Linked DNA regions of Mus musculus: regions 1 and 2 are each linked to region 3. Evidence: chromatin contacts called from public Hi-C data. All regions are on one chromosome and are shown on one strand. Each heading gives the region's core, a stretch centred on a gene start, on an enhancer-like site or on the middle of the called end of the contact. The rest is flanking DNA. Distances are from core to core; before and after follow the strand shown. Region 1 holds the start of Tvp23b (trans-golgi network vesicle protein 23B). Region 2 holds the start of Mgat1 (mannoside acetylglucosaminyltransferase 1). Region 3 holds the start of Atox1 (antioxidant 1 copper chaperone).

What was found. Hi-C and Micro-C count contacts between places; a contact is called where the count stands out from the background.
Region 1: a contact with region 3 is called in a Hi-C map of CD8 T cells, with 6 times the contacts expected there. The contact joins the promoter of Tvp23b here to the promoter of Atox1 in region 3. A contact is called at or near these places in 2 of 484 Hi-C or Micro-C datasets (CD4 T cells and CD8 T cells).
Region 2: a Hi-C map of rod photoreceptor shows a contact between it and region 3, with 7 times the contacts expected there. The contact joins the promoter of Mgat1 here to the promoter of Atox1 in region 3. A contact is called at or near these places in 1 of 39 promoter capture datasets (liver) and 2 of 484 Hi-C or Micro-C datasets (CD4 T cells and rod photoreceptor).

The regions. Positions count from the first base shown.
Region 1 is chr11:62,878,065-62,880,803 of GRCm38.p6, reverse strand. It overlaps Tvp23b (trans-golgi network vesicle protein 23B), which reads right to left and starts at 1,349. Exons shown (of 7, transcript NM_026210.5): 1 at 1,209-1,349. The coding sequence starts at 1,220.
Region 2 is chr11:49,249,231-49,251,930 of GRCm38.p6, reverse strand. Mgat1 (mannoside acetylglucosaminyltransferase 1) reads right to left here and starts at 1,379. Exons shown (of 3, transcript NM_001110150.1): 1 at 1,276-1,379; 2 at 257-381.
Region 3 is chr11:55,459,715-55,462,496 of GRCm38.p6, reverse strand. It overlaps Atox1 (antioxidant 1 copper chaperone), which reads left to right and starts at 1,289. Exons shown (of 4, transcript NM_009720.3): 1 at 1,289-1,409. The coding sequence starts at 1,404.

The DNA of each region.
Region 1 (2,739 bases), core at 100-2,599, 7.4 Mb before region 3:
CAGACAAAAAACAACAACAACAAAAAAAAAAAACAACCAAAAAACACAAAAACCACAAGGGAACAGATGTTTAAGTCTGCAGAGAAATTTTAATGCACAGGTTGCCTGGGGGAAGGAAGGTAATGACTATAAAAAATGTCAAATGCCCAACAGGTGGAAGGACTTATGGTCACAGACCTAGGAGTAGGAAGAAGCGGATCTAAATGCACCTTCAGAGCTGAGCTGAAACCATCAATGAATTTTTTCTACTCCACATTTCCACAAAGTAGACTTTTCTTATCACAGATTCTAGTTGGCCCATCCTGAGACACTTGGTATGTCACTATGTCTTTATTATTATGATCTGAAAATATGTTGTTCCCCAACCTAACCTCTCCCCATCCCAACCCCCACCCCCAGCCATCCTGCCCTTTGCAGATCCCATCTCCTTGAACATCCCAACCTGACAATGAAACCCGTGTGACACAATCTACATGGGAGTTCACAGTAAAAAAAAAATTTTTTTTGTTTTTTTGTTTTGTTTTTTTGGTTTTTCGAGACAGGGTTCTCTGTATAGCCTGTATATCTCTGTATAGCCCTGGCTGTCCTGGAACTCACTCTGTAGATCAGGCTGGTCTCGAACTCAGAAATCCACCTGCCTCTGCCTCCCGAGTGCTGGGATTAAAGGCGTGCGCCACCACGCCCAGCTTCACAGTAAAATTTTAAAGGAAGAAAATATATTACATGTACTAATCTCTGGCCGAAGGACAATTGGCTACATCGACCTCTACGGGTACAAAGGCGATAACCATCGTGATTATCTGTGTACAGCGTAGTAACACTGGAACCCAAGGCTCTGGCAATCTCTCCCTACAGGATCGCCCTGAACTTGTGTATCAGGGCCCTACAGGCCATTCCCCTCATCCGGGCAGGCTATGGGAAGACGGGTTACCCCCGACCTCACACCCAGAGATCCTGCAGCGAGTGTGCTCCACACCCGCTGACAGGAGGCCTCTGTGCCTCCGGGGTCGCCGGTGCACCCTATCCCTCACAGTCCACAAACCCTCTAGCGACAATTTGCCCGGGGCTGGCCCTCCTACCCACCCACCTGCAGTTCCTACAGCTCAGGCAGTGGGCGGGCACACGGACCCAACAGCCTCGGGCGACTGGGCAAGACCCCCAGCCCCAACTCAAGCACCGGCTACCGGCGCTCGGCCGCCATCCCTCACCTGCGACAACATGACGACCCTGCGCCAACCCGCCCCCCACTTCCGAGAGCCACGACAGCAAAGCTGCCACGCGATCCAGCTCTACAGCCGACGTCACAAGCGCACCAGGAAGCCACTTGGTGGGAGGGCGCAACTCCAGAGACCGGAAGGCGATAGGCGGGTCCATACCTTGGGGCGGGGCTCCATAGTGGGCGGGGCGGAAAGAGCTGGTCCACGCGACGGACGCGGGCGGTAGGAGGCGGGGTGTGTGGGCGGGGCCTTGACGCAGAGACTCTGTAGGGGCTGAGGTGGAGGTGGGCGGGGCAAGCGTGAGCAGGGGCAAGGGCTGCACTTCTAAGGAAAAGCAAAACGCTTGGGAATAAACTGGCTAACTTAATGGGTTCTAAAGCGAAGTTTCTTGGGTTATGAATGGAAAATGTTTTTTGCTACCAAAGAAGTACAAACTGTGAGTCATTACCACCAGCAGGGACGCCCTGAGAGAGGCGGAGCTTTATAATTTAACCTTGTAAATGTATTGTATTTTAGTATAGTCTTTCTTAAGCGATTTAAATGTTAAAGAAAATTGAGAAATAAATGTGTCCTTGGAAAGAAATTAAAAAAAAAAAAACCGAGTAAGAAAGAGACAAGAAGACTAGCGTAAGCAGTGAGGGTACTGCTGTAAGGGGCATAACCTCAGAACAAGAAGAGAGGCCAGTATCGCGCCTCTGCCCTCCATGTACCAATTATATAACCAATCTCTATGTACATCCTTCCTCGGCTGTAAAGTGGGAAGGACGGTGATGGCTTTACAGAGCATTTAGTAAAGTGGCACAAATTTGCTTTTATTACTGTTTTAAGTCACCTGCTGATGGCATGATCATGCCTAGACCTAAAATTCAGAGATTTTTTTTTTTTTTTTTTTTGGTTTTTCGAGACAAATTCAGAGAGTTTAAAGCCATCTTTGCAACTGTAATGATAGAGATATTCTGTTTGCTCAACTATGTCAGACTGTTGGAGGCTCATGCAATGTCCCTCTCACCTTTTCTTAACTGAAGGGACTCTTCACAGAACCCGGGGTTTTATCTGGTTCTTTGCCAGGACTATGTCAAACCCAGTGTTACAATAATGAAGAAACATGGACCTAGTTCCCAAAAAAGAGAAAGCAGGCAAGGTAATTGCGCATCTTCGTGTGAAGCTGGACAAATGACCTATGTCCTAACCTGCTTGGACAAAGATTTTGGTGGCCCACCCTGTGTTGTGAGGTTGTGTGGAAAAAAAATTTTTTTGGTTCTCACTTTTTATATGAATGCAATTTGAATTCACTACCATATTTTAAGATATAGAGCATTTGACAAGAAAGTGAATTTCCCACTTGTTAGGATTTTTGTCTTCCTTTTTGGAGGACTGGTGTGTGTGTGTTGGGGGGGGGGTTCTTTGCTTGCTTTTGAAACAGGGTGTTGCCTCCTAGTACCAACTGACTAGATGCTCTGTCCTCCTGCCTTGCCCCTATCTCCCCTCACCCTCAAGAACTGGAACTTAATGACGGGGAAAG
Region 2 (2,700 bases), core at 130-2,629, 6.2 Mb after region 3:
GAGCACATAGTGTCCATCACAGATAACGGCTCTCTAAGTGAATTACTTTCTTGTTAGACTCTGTATGATGTACCAGGCTCCATAATTTCAGAGGGGAAGAAGAACTGAAAAGAAGTCCGAGTAGATATGCTAAATAATTCAAGAGTATAGAGGGTAAGACCTAGGAGGGATACAGGCTATTCACCTGGGAACAGGTCAAAGGGAAACACAATGCTGCTATAGCCTGGCACCAGACAGACAGCCCTGAAGCCGTTACCTGAAGAACCACTGCCTCAGTTCCTCTTCTGTAAACAGACAACCGACTTTTGTCTTCTCCACCGCCCTTGATGTCTGGATTAGAATGGCAATACCTTGACGTCCGAAGCAGAAAGTGAGTTTAACCTGTTGCAATGACATGGAGTTTGAACACACTGTAATACAGCCTTCTGAGAAACAGAAGTGGGATGTAATGTTGCCATTACTGGTGATCTCCATGCTAAAAAGTCAAGGACTAGTGACTGGAAACGGGAAGACCCCAGAATCAAGGACGCTCTAGTCTAAATAGTACTAATGACAGGCAATCAAGCTGGCCAGCAATATTCTCAAGCACGAGAGCCTTACAGTAGCCAAGGTTAAAGAAAAAGAAGCTTCACCAGAAGGCCACTCTTCCATGGAGACTCGAATGGGTGGGCCACAGTCCCTCTGAACCACATTTTGAACAATGGGGGGGCTCTGCACCTCTTGGGAGCCCCCTGTTCCAAACATACTAGAAAGGAGGCTAGGAAAAAAAGTTTTCTTGCCAAATCACATATTTCAACATTGAGTCAAATTTTCCTTGTGGCTGAGCAAAAGCCAGCCCTAGTAACTTATGAAGCCTGGACGCTGGGGTGAGGCTTGCATAAAGTCCACTTTCCACTCCAGTCTCCCACTTCTTCAGGGCGACCCCATCTCTCCCCTGCCCTGCCCTGCCCTGCCCCGCACCCAAGGTGCCCTCCTGCCGAGTTTCACAACAGCTCCTCCTGGAGAAGCCACCCTCCCTCTAGCAGCTGAAGGCCAGGAATCCTGTAGCTGTGCGTTAAGTTCCCACTTCCCCGCGTGGGGGAGACTGCGCGCTGCGCGGCCCCGGGCGGGCCCGCCACTCTCACCGCCCTGGCTTTGGAGCACACTCGGGACTCAGACCCGACTCCCCTGGCTGCGCGGCCTCTCTCCTCCGGGGTCCTTGTCCTCCTGGGACAAGCCCCAGGACTGAGGACGCTGGCGTCCCCCGGCCCAGCTCACCGGATCCTCTCAACTCACCCCGCCTGGAACCAGGCTCGCCCCGGACCGGCAACACCCAGCGCTGGAGCGGCCTCGTCCGGTCTGGTTGGCCTTCCTGCTAGCCGGCAATGTGGTCCTTCCCCGGGAGGGCGGGGCGGCGCTCCCCAGCCCCTAGGCCCCTCTGTTGGTCCCCGCCCTGCCACGGGCGAGTCCGCGCTGGCCCCTCCTTCCAGGGCCTTCCTCTACTGCTGACTTCCTGATCACCGGTCAAGATCTAAACAACGGGTCTTCCCAAGTCCCCCAACTTCGAAAGGCAGTGGTAGCAGAGATGTTTGTTTGAGGCCCTTTCCCTCTCAGTTGCAGCTCCTGTGTAGATGCCAACCCCACTCACACCCTGAGCCTTGTCCAGTAAAGACTTTTCCCAAGAGTGTCCCTTGTCCAGCCCAGTGAATCTAGAGATTCACCGACTTTGAGGGGTGCAGCACTTGGTGGTGTTAGAAGCGTTTCCTCAGCAAGAAGAGCGTTCACCAACCTCAATTCTAAGAACCTGGGAACCATTCCTCTATGCGAGGGAAGTTGCAGACTATTAGTTGAAAAAAAAAAACAGCAAGAGAGGGGTGAGGGTGTGCAAGCAACAAGTATTCGGTTTCAAAAGGGAAGATAGGGAGGAAACACCTGCTGCCCAAGGTGGGTAAGAGCCAGCCTGCCGCCGTTTCAGTTCTGTCTTGTGTGTGTGTGTGTGTGTGTGTGTGTGTGTGTGTGTGTGCCCCTTTATGGGCGGGGAAACCAAAGTCAGGCCTGTACACTGAACCTAAGTCCTGAGGAAGGAAAGAATCAATCACAGGCTTTTGGAGTAACCCTAAAAATGAATGGGAGGGGGAAGGAAACCCCTGGATCTGTATTCCTTGGTATTTTTTTAAAGCAAAAGAAACATGGGAGGGGCAGGGAGACTCATCAGGACCCAACTGAACAGAGTACTTGGTAAGTACCTCAATCAGAGCCTCAAGCAGCCTGAGTGGGGGAGGAAAGATGACAACCAGGAGTTTCAGGGTCTGATTTAGATGTCAGCAGTGGCCCCGGAGCACAAACTATTTCTGAGATCTGAGCCGTGCATTATTAGCAACTCACAGTAAGCCACATCTCACTGACAGGACCATTTTGGAATCAGAGATGTCTGGGAATCCCTACTGTCCACTCACCATGGTACCACAGCCCCCACTGGCTCCCACATCCTGCTGTGCCTGGCCCTCTGCATAAGCCTTGGCTCCAACCACCCTTGGATCTTTCACCCATGAGGGGAGCAGAGGCACTGCCAGTTGATTACTAGATATACTCAACCTCAGACAGACCCTCCTACCTACAGACTTCATCACTACTGTTCCAGAGTCCCCAAGGTAACCGGGACTTTTAGGTCTGTGCTTACTGAGTGTTACTCACTAACTTGTTCGTACCAGACACCAGGAA
Region 3 (2,782 bases), core at 40-2,539:
AGAGGGCATCAGATTTCGTTACGGATGGTCGTGAGCCACCATGTGGTTGCTGGGATTTGAACTCGGGACCTTTGGAAGAGCAGTCGGCGCGCTCTTAATTACTGAGCCATCTCGCCAGCCCCGGGAATGCTTGTTTATAGACACATGTGTGCCACCCTTACCCCATCCAGCTAGTCTTAGATTCTTAGGCTTTCCCCTGTTAGCCAACTTCTTATAACTTTTATGTTCAAATTATAGCATGGTTTCAGACTGAACCCATCCTGACACACAAAATGGCAGATTGCCTACTTAGTTTAGGGATCTCCTCTCAGCCTCCAGCTCAAGGACACAAATGGCTGGTAGAGGAGATAGATCCAGTCGGTTGGTCCTTCTGGCACTCTTGAGGAAGCCAATCTTCTTCATGGGTGTCAGTTACCCATGCAGTAACTCGGTTTACTGGGGCTGCCATAATTGGGTGGGAAGGACGCAGTCTCATGGGTTTTTTGTTTTGTTTTGTTTGTTTGTTTGTTTGTTTGTTTTTTGCATAGCCCTGGAGCTTGCTCTGTAGACCAGGCTGGCTTTGAACTTAAGAGATCCACCTGCCTCTGCCTCCAGAGGGCCAGGATTGAAGGAAGGCATGACCACCACCTGGCCCAGCTCTGCCTCAACTTTTCAAGCACTGGGATTACAGTTGTGAATTTATCTACTATGTGCCTTAAATTTGGATTTCTTTTTTAATATGTTTTTTCAGGAAAGGGTCTCAAGAAGTCCAGGATGCCCTTGAACTTTGCAGCCGCAGTAAGCCTTGAACCCAGAAATCTTCTGCCTCAGCCACGTTAGTATCCGGGTCAACAGGCCTGGCGCCCTAGGTCAGGCCACTGTAGTTTAGGGACTGAGTTGAGTGGTAAGCAAGAGAGATGGTCCCTTTAGGGAGATGCCAGATCTTTTATTCCCAGAGCCTTGGCCTTGCATTCCCTAGCCCTGTTTCAGAAATGACCCAGCAGAAAACGCAGGTCTGGCCTCCACAAGATAGCCTTAGCTTGACCTCAAAAAAGCCTGGCCTTTCCGCGTCCGGAGGGGCGTGACCTAACCCAAAAGAGAGGCGGGACCTAGTGAAATATTCATATCGAAAGGCACGGTAAGCAAGAGGAGGCCAGCCCAAGGGAGGAACCTAGCTCTAACTGGACCGGAAGGGACAGGGAATTTAGCAGATCCTTCCTCAAAGGGCCGGGCCTTGACGAAGCTAGCCCCGGAAGAGGCGGGGCATAAGTGGAGCCCAGCCCTAGGGCGGGGCCTGGCCGAAGGATGGGTTGGCCTGAGGGCGGGGCTTTCAGGAGCGCTCTCCGGAAGCGCAGCTTTGGTGTCCGGGAGAGGAGTTCCAGTCGTCGTCGCCGCTGCCACTGCCCGTGTGTGCCGCGTCAGTCATGCCGGTAAGTGGCCGTTCGACCCGCGGGAACTTCTGTCTCCAGCCCGGATGCACTGTTTCCGAGCCCGACGCTGCTGTCAGGGCGCAGGCCGTGGCCAGAGCTGCAGTCGTTTCTCAGTTTACCTTCCGCACGGTCCTCCGGCTTCGGGACCCTCCGGAAAGCTGCAGAGAGCAGTGTAGTGCAGAACACAGGCCTCCGGATCGCCCTAGAGAGTCTTCGAGAGGCAGCCCCATCCTTTTCTGCATAATGGGGAAACTGAGGCAGGGAGGTAGGGCAGAGAACCCATATAGGAATGCGGGTACCTGGCCTTTCCACATGCATACCCTGCCGCCTGCAGGCTTTCCAGAGAAGCATGTCTCTGTTCATCTCTCCTGCCCACACTGCCCTGCTTCCACTTCAGCACTGGGCCGACAGGGTACTTTCTTCCCCAACCAGGAATCCCAAAGCTCAGAGCAGAGTTTAAGGAGCCGAGAGCAGCGCTTATCTTGCCTTTGAAATCACCCCACTCCTTTGCATGGCGGCTTCTAGTCTCATTGCTTAATTTAAAATGAAGGCCTTACATGAGGCCTTGGCACATTACACAAGAAGAGAAGAAAAACCCCAGTGCTTGCTGGAAAGCGTTTATTGTTGGGAGCTAGCTAGGTAGGTAGGATACAAGATGGAGCCAGACCACCTGGGAAGTGCTGGGCAAAACCAGTTGTACTTGTTTGGGGGCAAGCTCTAATCTCAACTGAGTTCCGGAGATGCTGGTCTAGAGTTGTGGAGTGGAGAGCATTTTCCTCCCAGTGCCTCTCAACCCAGAGGTCTCCCAGGAGTATTCTGTGTTTTAGCAGCTTATCTTCTGGGAATGAACCTGAGGCTTCTTCCTGGTACAAATCCTTAAACCTCTCAGGTGTCATTCTTGTGGTTCCTGCCCATTGTCTTCAGACCCTGTCTGCACAAAGCACAGACCAAAAAAAAAAAAAAAACTTGGTAAAGTCCATCCTGCCAGTCAAGCTAGTCCATGTGACAGACTCCTTGGTGACCTCAGGATTCCAGAGTGGAGGCTGCCCGGCTGCTCTTCAGAGGGCAGCAGTGAAGGAAAAAAATAGCTTGAGGGCCTCTCTGTTCTGTGTCTGCCTCTGGGGACACAGGATTTAATGGGAGATGAACAGGCACCTTATCAAGACAAATTGCTAAGTGCAGGGAGGTATTGGTCAAGTGCTACCTCCAATCTAGCCAGGGAAGTAAGTCTTACCCAAGATAGTTTGCAGACCAAAGCTTAACCCAGAAACCTGAAAGTTTGCCCTTGGCTTGCCAGCTGGGCAGCCTCAGGCAAGTTGTTCTGCCTCTCTGAGCCTTTGTCTCCTCATCTGTAAAATCAGGACTGAAAACAG